3 separate regions of the Mus musculus genome follow, and regions 2 and 3 are each linked to region 1. A link is a contact called in public promoter capture Hi-C data. All regions are on one chromosome and are shown on one strand. Each heading gives the region's core, a stretch centred on a gene start, on an enhancer-like site or on the middle of the called end of the contact. The rest is flanking DNA. Distances are from core to core; before and after follow the strand shown. Region 1 holds the start of E330032C10Rik (RIKEN cDNA E330032C10 gene). Region 2 holds the start of Lpin2 (lipin 2). Region 3 holds the start of Tgif1 (TGFB-induced factor homeobox 1).

What was found. Promoter capture Hi-C pulls out the DNA fragments that hold promoters and counts their contacts.
Region 2: a contact with region 1 is called in a promoter capture Hi-C map of pre-B cells, with 5 times the contacts expected there. The contact joins the promoter of Lpin2 here to the promoter of E330032C10Rik in region 1. A contact is called at or near these places in 4 of 39 promoter capture datasets (the 3T3-L1 cell line, hippocampal neurons, liver and 1 more) and 1 of 115 datasets of contacts at active chromatin or transcription factors (large pre-B cells).
Region 3: a promoter capture Hi-C map of pre-B cells shows a contact between it and region 1, with 7 times the contacts expected there. The contact joins the promoter of Tgif1 here to the promoter of E330032C10Rik in region 1. A contact is called at or near these places in 1 of 39 promoter capture datasets (pre-B cells) and 1 of 484 Hi-C or Micro-C datasets (B cells).

What each region holds. Positions count from the first base shown.
Region 1 is chr17:73,249,409-73,252,589 of GRCm38.p6, forward strand. E330032C10Rik (RIKEN cDNA E330032C10 gene) reads left to right here and starts at 1,578. Exons shown (of 4, transcript NR_167655.1): 1 at 1,578-3,181.
Region 2 is chr17:71,181,902-71,184,809 of GRCm38.p6, forward strand. It overlaps Lpin2 (lipin 2), which reads left to right and starts at 1,631. Exons shown (of 20, transcript NM_001357791.1): 1 at 1,631-1,843.
Region 3 is chr17:70,849,327-70,852,505 of GRCm38.p6, forward strand. It overlaps Tgif1 (TGFB-induced factor homeobox 1), which reads right to left and starts at 1,884. Exons shown (of 3, transcript NM_009372.3): 1 at 1,546-1,884. The coding sequence starts at 1,561.

The DNA of each region.
Region 1 (3,181 bases), core at 328-2,827:
TTCTGCCACAGCTTAACAAGGACCAAGATTTGTAGGAAGTGAACAGGGGCTGGAACGGAGGGTGGGGTAGGGTGGGAGCTGGAGTGGGGAGTAGGAGATGGGCAAGAGGGATATGCAGGAGTTCTACCAGCCTGGCCACAGGCCCTGACTCTACTTCCTTCCCTGAGACCACGGCCCACAAACCTGGCACCTGGTTCACTGTAACACTTTAATACTCACAGCCATGCCCCATCCTAATGGCTCAGGTGGATAGTCTGGACCCCAGGGGTTTTCAAGCTCTGCAGCAGACTCTAATTAGGATCCAGTCTGCTGCTGTTAACCATCAGAATTGAAACTTGGGCCTCTGGCTCCTTGTGTATAAAGTGAGCATTTGGCCTTGGAGGTTCTAGAAGCAATAGGTAATGTGCAAGTTGACTTTACTTGTGAATAGTTTGAGCTTTACTAGATGTGGGGCGTAGGCATACAACAGGAGGAAGCTGGCATGCTGAGGTCTTGGCCCTTCGCACCCTTATGTTCACTCCGTTCAGAAACAGAAACAAACAAGCACAAACCCAAAAGAACAAAAAACCCCAAACCACTGACTATGGTGTGCCACCTTCCAGGGTATAAAGCTAGCTGGACAGAGGTGGAGACAGTAAATCAGGGGTAGAACCCAGTGCCAAGGCTTGACAAACCCTGATGCCAAAGCTTGTGTGTAGGCAGGGCTGATGGCCCTGTGTCCCCAGCCGCTGAGCACAAGCCATCAACTCAGACACCACAAGGCGGCTATCTCCTCACTGCCCAGAGTATCGTGGACAGCACCATTTCCAGAAAACACCCTCAAGCGACAGATGAGCATTCGAGTCTCCTGTGGCCAGTCATGGCTCTCTTTACTGACAACCAGGGCATTGATGCATCTTTCACTGACATTTTGTCCCAGGGGTTGGCCGGAGAGAGAATCTATTTTTCGTCTCCTTCATTCTGCAAGACTGAAATTACCACAGGAAGTGCCTTTCCTGAGCAGTCATTGTCAGGGACTGGAGGGTAGACTCGGTCCCCCTGGTCAGCTCCTATTGGGTACAGGTGATGAGCCAGGGATAGCAGTGGGCGATTGCTGATGGTTATGGTGCTTTTAATATGTTTGGCCCAGGGAATGACACTGTTAGGAGGTGTCGCTTTGTTGGAGAAAGAGTGTCACTGTGGGGGTGGGCTTTGAGAGAACTTTCTCCTAGCTTCCTGGAAGTCAGTCTTCTGTTATCTGCCTTCAGATGAAGATGTAGAACTCTCAGTTCCTCTTCAACCATGCCTGCCTGGATGCTGTCATGTTGCTGCCTTGAAGTCTCTTCACAGCAGTGGAAACCCTAACTAAGACCATGGTGAACAGAGGCAAATGAGGGGTTGGCTCTGCTGCCAGGAGACAGCACTGACTAACCCCCCAACCAGGCTTTGAGGAAACACAAGCTCATTGTGAATAGGAAAGGAGCTTGAAAAGAGCTGAGAAGGCCCTCCCTCTGGCCCCTCCCCTGCCTGGAGATGACTTCATTCTTTCCCAGGTTGTCTAAGCCCCCTCTATCAGCCACCTGGGGGAAGCCTCCTGAGGGCTTACTTAGCAGAGCCACCAGGATGAAGAGGCTGCTGTGGAAACTGGCCGAAGACCAAGGACAGGCTGTGTGGGAGGAAACTTGGGTAATCATCAGGATATTGGGTTCTGTGTGGTGATTATCTTCTCAAAGTTTTAATAGTATTTCAACAAAGACTGTCCGTTTCCCTTTTCCACTGAGCCTCGTGGTTTATAAAATGTCTGTGGGGGCTGCTATGGGAGACCTGGGAAAGCCTCATCTGGAATTGAGAGCCTAAGCTCCTCTGTACTATATGGCCATCACTTGGGATGTTTAGAAAACAGAGTCTACCCCACCCAGGCTCCGCCCAGGTTCCCCCAGGCTCCGCCCACGCCCTGCCCACACTCCACATAATTCTTACTCATCAGGTGGGAGAATAGAGGAGTGTTTCCCCAGCTTGTGGCTGGCTGGCCTTTGAGAAGTCCTGCGGGGCCGTGGCTCCTCTGCTCCAGGCCTGTCCTGGGTGCAGCCCTGCAGTATCACAAGACCCGAGGGCAGAGACTGGATCTGATTTCTCTGTGAGATAGGATAGTGCCCTAGACACACCATCCCCTCTACCTCATTCAGGCTAAAAATAAAAAACAAAAGACAAAGGAACAAACCAGCCCCCATATAAGATCTTGTTTTATCATTAGCTTCTCATGCCAGGGGCTAAGATACCTCTGGACTGACCAACACAAACCAGTTCTTTCTAACCACAGTGGGATGGATGCAGGAGAGCAGCTATGTCTCCTGGTTGAAAGGAATCTGCTGTCCCCTGATCTCTGGGGACAGCTTGACAATGACACTTTTATTACAGCCCCATTCAAAGCAGATTAGCTATTTTACATGCCTGATGCCTTAAAAAGATGTATAAACGAGTCAAATTCATTTTCGATAGCCTCATTTTTCTGATGTGTGAAGAGCGTTGCCTGCCCGTGTGTTCCGGGAAGTCCTCCTGTGTTTACTGGTGTGTCAGGTCAGGGATGAGCCTGCTTTCCCGGCACTGAGCCAAGCCTGAGATGGGAACAGGCTCTTGAGGCCACATGGGGCTCTGTGGGGGCGAGGCAATTGATGGAGACCTCCTCATCTGCTAGCAGCTTCTAGAGGAGAAGGATGTGGGGGTGGAGAAGTGCAGCTCTGTCTTCAAAAACCACTAGCAAAAATACTCTATAAAAGAAAATAAAAACATAGAATAGTCTTTTTTTTTTTTTTCATGGTCAGAGACCTGTTTATACTATCTAAAAAGTTGTTCAGGACCTCAAATAGTTACAGATTACGTGCGATCAGTACCTACTGCAACAAATGTTTTAAGTACTTATATAATCTCTATTATGTGTTAATATAAATATTCCATTTTGTGGAGATAGCTATTTTCTGAAGCAAACAAAAGCTGAGTATGGGACATAGAACAGTTTTACTCTGTGTGTGTATGTGTGTGTGTGTGTGTGTGTGTGTTACTAGAAGAGGAATTCCGCCATCTGTTGATTATCTCATGTGAGATACCTCTAGAAAACTCTACCAGATATTTATGAGAGAACAGGAGCAAACATTGTCCTAGTGTTTTCTCAGACAGCACCTGGCCAGATGGCAGGACACACGGG
Region 2 (2,908 bases), core at 381-2,880, 2.1 Mb before region 1:
TGGAGGAAGGAAAAGGAAGGTGAAATGCTGTAATTATATCCTAATTTCAAAAATAAGAATTATTAAAAATAAAAACAAAAACAAACAAACAAACAAAAGAATATGCCGTTCCATGGCTTGTAAGGAGAGGCTGCAGTGCACGGTGGGGAAACCCCGAAAGGACACAGAAAGATATTCTTAAACAAAACATCAAGACAGCTTGCAACTCTAGAGTCAAAACATCTCGGGCCAAACTACATTAGGGGCAACAAGGTCTTCTCTCTTTGAAATGAAAGATACATCTAGACTAGCAGACCGATGATTGGTGGGGGAAGGTTCTTGGCCATGAAACTGGAAGGTGGTAGGGTCAGAAGGTGAGGAAAGACTCTGGGCAGTGAAGCAGATGGGAGTTGGGTGTGCCCCAACTTTACAGGTATCAGCTGGGGGAAGTCGAGGAACAGTCAACAAATATTTAATTAGTTCCTCTTCTGCCTCAGTAGTAGCATGAAGCAGGCAGCCACTAGAGAATGAGGAAAATACTATAAACATGAACCAATCCTTCTGAGTAAGGTGTCAAAGCCCAGAGGGGGCGGTGACAGAGGAAGGGCGGGTTGTCTGCTGCTTTCTGCATGATGAGAGGAAGGAAGCGTGAGAATATTTCCCTCCCAAGGTAGGAGGTAATGAAACTATCCCGAGAGAAACAGGAAAAGTCAAGAATGAGAAGCTAGAGAACAAACAGTAACAGCGTGTTCTACAGTCTGGGCTGCAAGCTACATTGGGCTCCCAATGGGAATGAAGGTGTAGCTGTTCCCAGTGCATTGACTTGGGGATTGAGGACTGGGTTCTCTGGGTTTAATTGCACTTCCCCACAGCGGAGGAGTAGTATTTCTCGAGCATTTACGGGAAACTTTCAACCTTGAAAACATTTCTTTCACTGGTAGATCAGATGAAGAGCCACGCTGAAGTGAAAAATCCCAGTAGGTTTGGGTGTCTCTGTGGACCTTGGTAACTACTGAGGCAATCTGGTTGAATTCCACACGGCGGTACTTAGGCAGGGAAACGAAAGGTTTCCCGGGTCCCAGCACAGACTATGCTCACCGCGCTTCATTGTTGCAAAGAAACTGCTGTGCCCAGGCCCATACCGGAGAGAGTTTGTATAAATGCATGGCTCAGCGGCCGGAAGACTGTGTCACACTGTTCATGCTCGCGGTGAGCACGAAGAAATTAACAAGCATTTAGAAGTGATGCCATGGCCTTCCATCGAAAGAACCAGCTGCAGATATACAAGACGAAAAACAGCCGCCGTCACTAACACTCGCAGCTGCAGCCGTTAAAGTGCACTTTTTAAGTAGGCGGTGTTATCACCGAGCTCCAAGGGTAAATAAGGAAAGATACGGGTTCTGCAGTGATCCCATGATGGTGCACTCGCGTTACGCGGGGACACCATTATGCAGCAGACCGTTTGCACTCTTTTTTGGTAGCTGGACTCTGAAGCCCGACGCAGCGCCGCAAGGTTGCCATGGGGACCGGAGGAAACTTTTTTTTAAAGCGCCCTTCTGAGGCCGGCGCCGGCGTCGAGCTGCTCTCTCCCCGGAGGGGCCCAGGGCTCCAGGCGCGCGGCCGGCGGGGGCGGAGCTCGCGTCACGTGGCCGGGCCGGGGCGGGGCGTGCGCGCAGTCTACCGCCAGCTCGGCCGCCGCCGCCGCTGCTGCCGCCGCCGCGTCCCATTCATGAGGCCCGGCGGGCTCCGCTGTAGCCCGCGGCTTCGGAGGCGGCGGCCCCGCCCCCTGCTCCCCCGCTTCTTGGGGCATCCCTGCGGGGCTGCACAACAGTCCGCCGAGTGAGAGCCGCGCGCGGTGCCGCAGGTAAGCGGGCCGGAGACAGCGCCGGGGCTTCCCGGGGGGCCGCGTCCCCGCTCGCGGCCTCGCCTCGCGTGGGCCACGTAGCCGCGGCCGCGCCGCCTGAGGACGCGCGGGCGTCTGCGGAGACCCTCACGTCGGCAGCGGTCCTCCGAGCCGCGGGCGGCGCGCCCGGGGACCGCAGCCCCGGGCCTGGGGGAGGGGAGCGGACGCCGGCGCGCGGTCGCGGTCATCCCCCGGCCGGGACTGGCGAGGTGCAGTTATTCCCTCAGGCCGTTGGCTTGCCCGCCGCCGCCGTCGCCGTCGCCGCCGCCTCCTGCAGGCCGCGGACCTGGTTTAGATGTGAGTAGCCTGTTGCCGGCGACCCCCGGGGCCCTGGAAGGTTCTGTCGGCTGTGGGAACCGGAGCTCTGAGGCCCAGTTTTGAGCGCCGCGGATCCACCCCAGCCTAAGAAAATTATTTTCATTCAAATTTAGGATGGCGTTTCGGAGCCATAATTATGCAGAACAAGACTAGGAAGATCGCCCTCGCTTTCAGAAAGTACTGGAACGCAGGATACTTGGAGAGGCACTGAGGGATTACTGAACAAGCGGCCACACACTTATTTTAATGCATCTTTGAGACTTAAAAAAAAATTAAAAATGGAAACTGAGGCTCTTGCATGGCGCTGAAGCTCATTTGCCCAGCAGTAGGGATGCTGGTTAAGTTGGTACCGAACCTCGCCTCACTAATTTAAAACGTTATGATAACACAAGTTGAATTTTGAAATCTATTTTGGGATCATTTGCCGGTTAGTGTCTGTGTTGATCCGACATTGATTGCTTTCACTGGCTTAAAACTACGAATCGTGGCAGGTATTGCTAGACTGGGTTAGCAACCCAGCCAGCCACCAAGTGTGGGAGGAAACAGGTGTTTTAGCCCTCGTTGGGCTGCCCTGCCCGGTGTGCCCTCTCACATTGCCCGTGGGTAGCCTCCTACGGGCTTCCTCCTAGTTAAATGTGTTCTTGATTGTGGTTTATCGGCCCCAGCGATCTTCAAGTTCGAGGTAGTAGCAGAATAGCTGTAGCATGC
Region 3 (3,179 bases), core at 634-3,133, 2.4 Mb before region 1:
CTGGGGAAGGGGACACCCAAGAGGGTGGAGCCTGAATGGGAAGCTAGTCGTCAGCCTTCCTCCCCACCCACGGAAACCCAGTTTTGCATTCCCGCACCCCGGAGCCACACAAAACCAAACTACCCTCATTGAGGTGCTATTGGAGCGGAATGCCTCCCACGGGGGTCTAGATCTGTCAGCCACGTCAAGGGGTGACAGAGGTCTTGAGAAGATCCCTAAGTTTTCCCCAGAGCTCAGTTAAACTGTCCCCCAACTCAGAGCGCCCACACTCTGACTGTCCCAGGGTGGAAAGGAGCAAGGAGGCCTACTTAACCAAGTACCCGGGGTCTTCATGAGTTCCGTATGTTTCGGGGTCTCTCACAGAATAACATCCACCCAACTCTCTAAGGTAGGAAGCGCGGAGAAACCCCGTGAGGAAGCGTGTTTGGCGGCAGCTGCTATAACCGTGTTCCGTTGGAACTGCAGTCGCGGTCTAGGTCTGAAAGAATGTGGAGTAACAAACTCGAGGAAGCTCCCGGGCATGCGCACCAGCGCCCCCTTCCCCCCGCCCGCTTCTCCAAGCGATTAACTTCTGTTTTGAACCACTCCACATAAATCACAACAAAAAAAGCCAACTCCAGTCCACGACTGGAACACTCGAGGGACCTCCCAGTCAGGGACTCCAAAGTTAGCTTCAAAAGGGACTTCACAGTCTTTGACCTTTTGGGTTTTTTTTTTCCCCCCTTCCTCCCCAGTGTGTTTTGTTTTTAAACCAGACTGACGGCAAGTTTTAGTTGTAAAGCTTTGGTGGAAACAATGACAGCCTCGCTTTTTGCACTTACAACCAAGCCTGCTTGTCACACTTGGACAGTTTTCGACTGCATGGTACTTGTGTTCTAACAGCACACGCGGTCCTAAATTCATCGTGGGAAAACTTTCAGAAACTAGTAAAAATTTTAAAGTCCATCTTTCCAAAGCTATGCTCGCCCTAGGGCGATATGTGTGGGGGTCCCGGATCACATTCCTTTGATAGTGAAAAACACATCTCTTTAAAAAAAAAAAAAAAAAAAACATTGCCAGGATCCGGCGAGGAGTGAGAGAACACCCGGAACTACAAACTTTTAGACAAAAGGTAAGGCGACTGGAATTCGCCAAGGACCCCCCACAGGGAAAAGCGAGGTGCCAGGGTCTCCTAGAACATCAACCGCAAAGCCCTGCCCCAGAAACGGCACTAGAAACCACGCGGCGCCTGGGCCGAGCATGGGGTGTCAGGAAGACAATGAAACTTGGAGGCGTACAAACAAGGCGCTGAGCGTGGTTCTTGACAACGTGCCAACAGCGTGGCGCGGCTCAGCCTCCCCACAACAGCCCCTCGGGTTGTGTCTAGAAGGAAAAGAACACCAACTGCCATCAGAGACACAGCCTCAACAAAGAGAACAGCCACCAATCCAGCCGGGGAGCCACTGGTCCGAAAAGTCCCATCAAGTCAGTGTTCTCCCGATCCGGCGCGGCCCGCACATGTCCCGCACTGGTGCCCCGGGCGCTCACAGCCCGCCGCCACCTTACCCTTCTTGCTTTTCATTCTGGAACTCGAGTCCCAGTGAGAGGTGAAGCTGGGGTTTCTAGGAGCCAGCAGCCGTGGAGTGGCGGGAGGGTAGTCGATGATCCTCCTCCTATACTAGTGCTCCGGTAACTTACAAGAGAGTGTTCCAACCACTATTGCTAAACAAGGTGCTCCGGTCTCAGGCGCTGGCTTCTGGGTTGGAATTCAAGTGACACTTGGGCTTCCTCCAGTCGGGATCTTCTGGCAGCCAGCCGGGGGTTCTCCCTGGCCCAATTCCCTCCCTCCCTACTCAGCTCCTTTGTTTCCCGCTCCACTCGGCGCACCTCGGCGCTGTCAGAGTGAGAGAGCAGAGGGAAGGTACAGGAGGTCCTGCCTCCGCCCCCAACCGCCCGCCCCGTCCCCCGCCCGCCCCGCCGCGCTCCTCTGCCCCTCCCCCGCACCTTCCAGCTCCACAACCCTGGGCCTGGGGGCCGAGATCACCCGTCCCTCTACGCGCTGGCGGAACCCAGAAGCAGGGTCATGCCTGCCTGCCCGTGGCGAGAGCACCATCTCCATCCCTCAGCTCTCAGCGGCCACACTGGTTTCTCTTTTGGGGCCTTTCCTCCCCGGGCTAGCGAAGAGTGCATTTAGTTTGTAAAGGATGGAGAGAGGTTTAAGGACATCTCCTCTGTCCACCCCAGAGAAGAAAAGACACCCCCATCCTTGTTTTTGACAGCTGCCCCAAACTTCACTGTCTCTGCTCCAGCCGCCGGAGGCAGCAGCTTCTGATTCAAGGGGTGGGGCACCGAAGGAAAAGTATTCCAGACAAGAATCAACTTCTTCCAGAAGGCGCAGCTGCCATTGACACGCGGGCGCGGCACAGCGCACCCTCCTCCTCGTGGACTCTTCTGCCAACAGCGACAGTGGGGGTGGGGGGAGGCAGACATAGTCACCGTGGGCAAATGTCTATTCCCCCGGGCTAAAGCTCTGAGTTCCGGATTGGATTGCAAGGCAGTTTCGAAATCTAACACGTTGCGAATAGACACTTGTCATGCTCACATGCTCTTTAAACGTCTGGGCTAGGGGGACGGCCAGAGCGCGCGTGTGCCCCACTGCGACTCCCCCACCCCCACGCGCCTTTTTAAAAAGATGGGGGACTACGCCGGGACTGCTCATCTGTTTCAGTAAACAGTGTCTACTTTGTGTGCTAATATCCCACCAGAGGACACCCTTCAGTATTTCAAACAGAAACTAGCCATTAAATAAACACTCATTCCTATTGGTTTATTTTGCTTGAGAGGGGAGCTCCAAAGAGTTGAACGAAGAATCGAGAATCGTCCCCTCCCCAAATACAAGCCAGATGCTGTTATGGCTGACTTCGAGACGCGCACGCCCGCACTTCTGGGTCTAGTTTTCACCTATGCCCGGTTGTTTAAAAAAAAAAAAAAAAAAAAAAAAAAAAAAAGCAAAGAAAAGCAACTGTCACATGTCACAGAAGACTTTCCCCATAGAGGGGGGGAAAAACCCCAAACGTAAATAAGCTGAGCAGCGACGTCACCGCCGGTGTCTGTCTCCAGTTTCGGCTTTGTGGCTGTTCTGGTTTTGTGACCTCGGTGGAGATCCGGCAGGAGGAGACAGACCCGTAAAAACAAGGTTA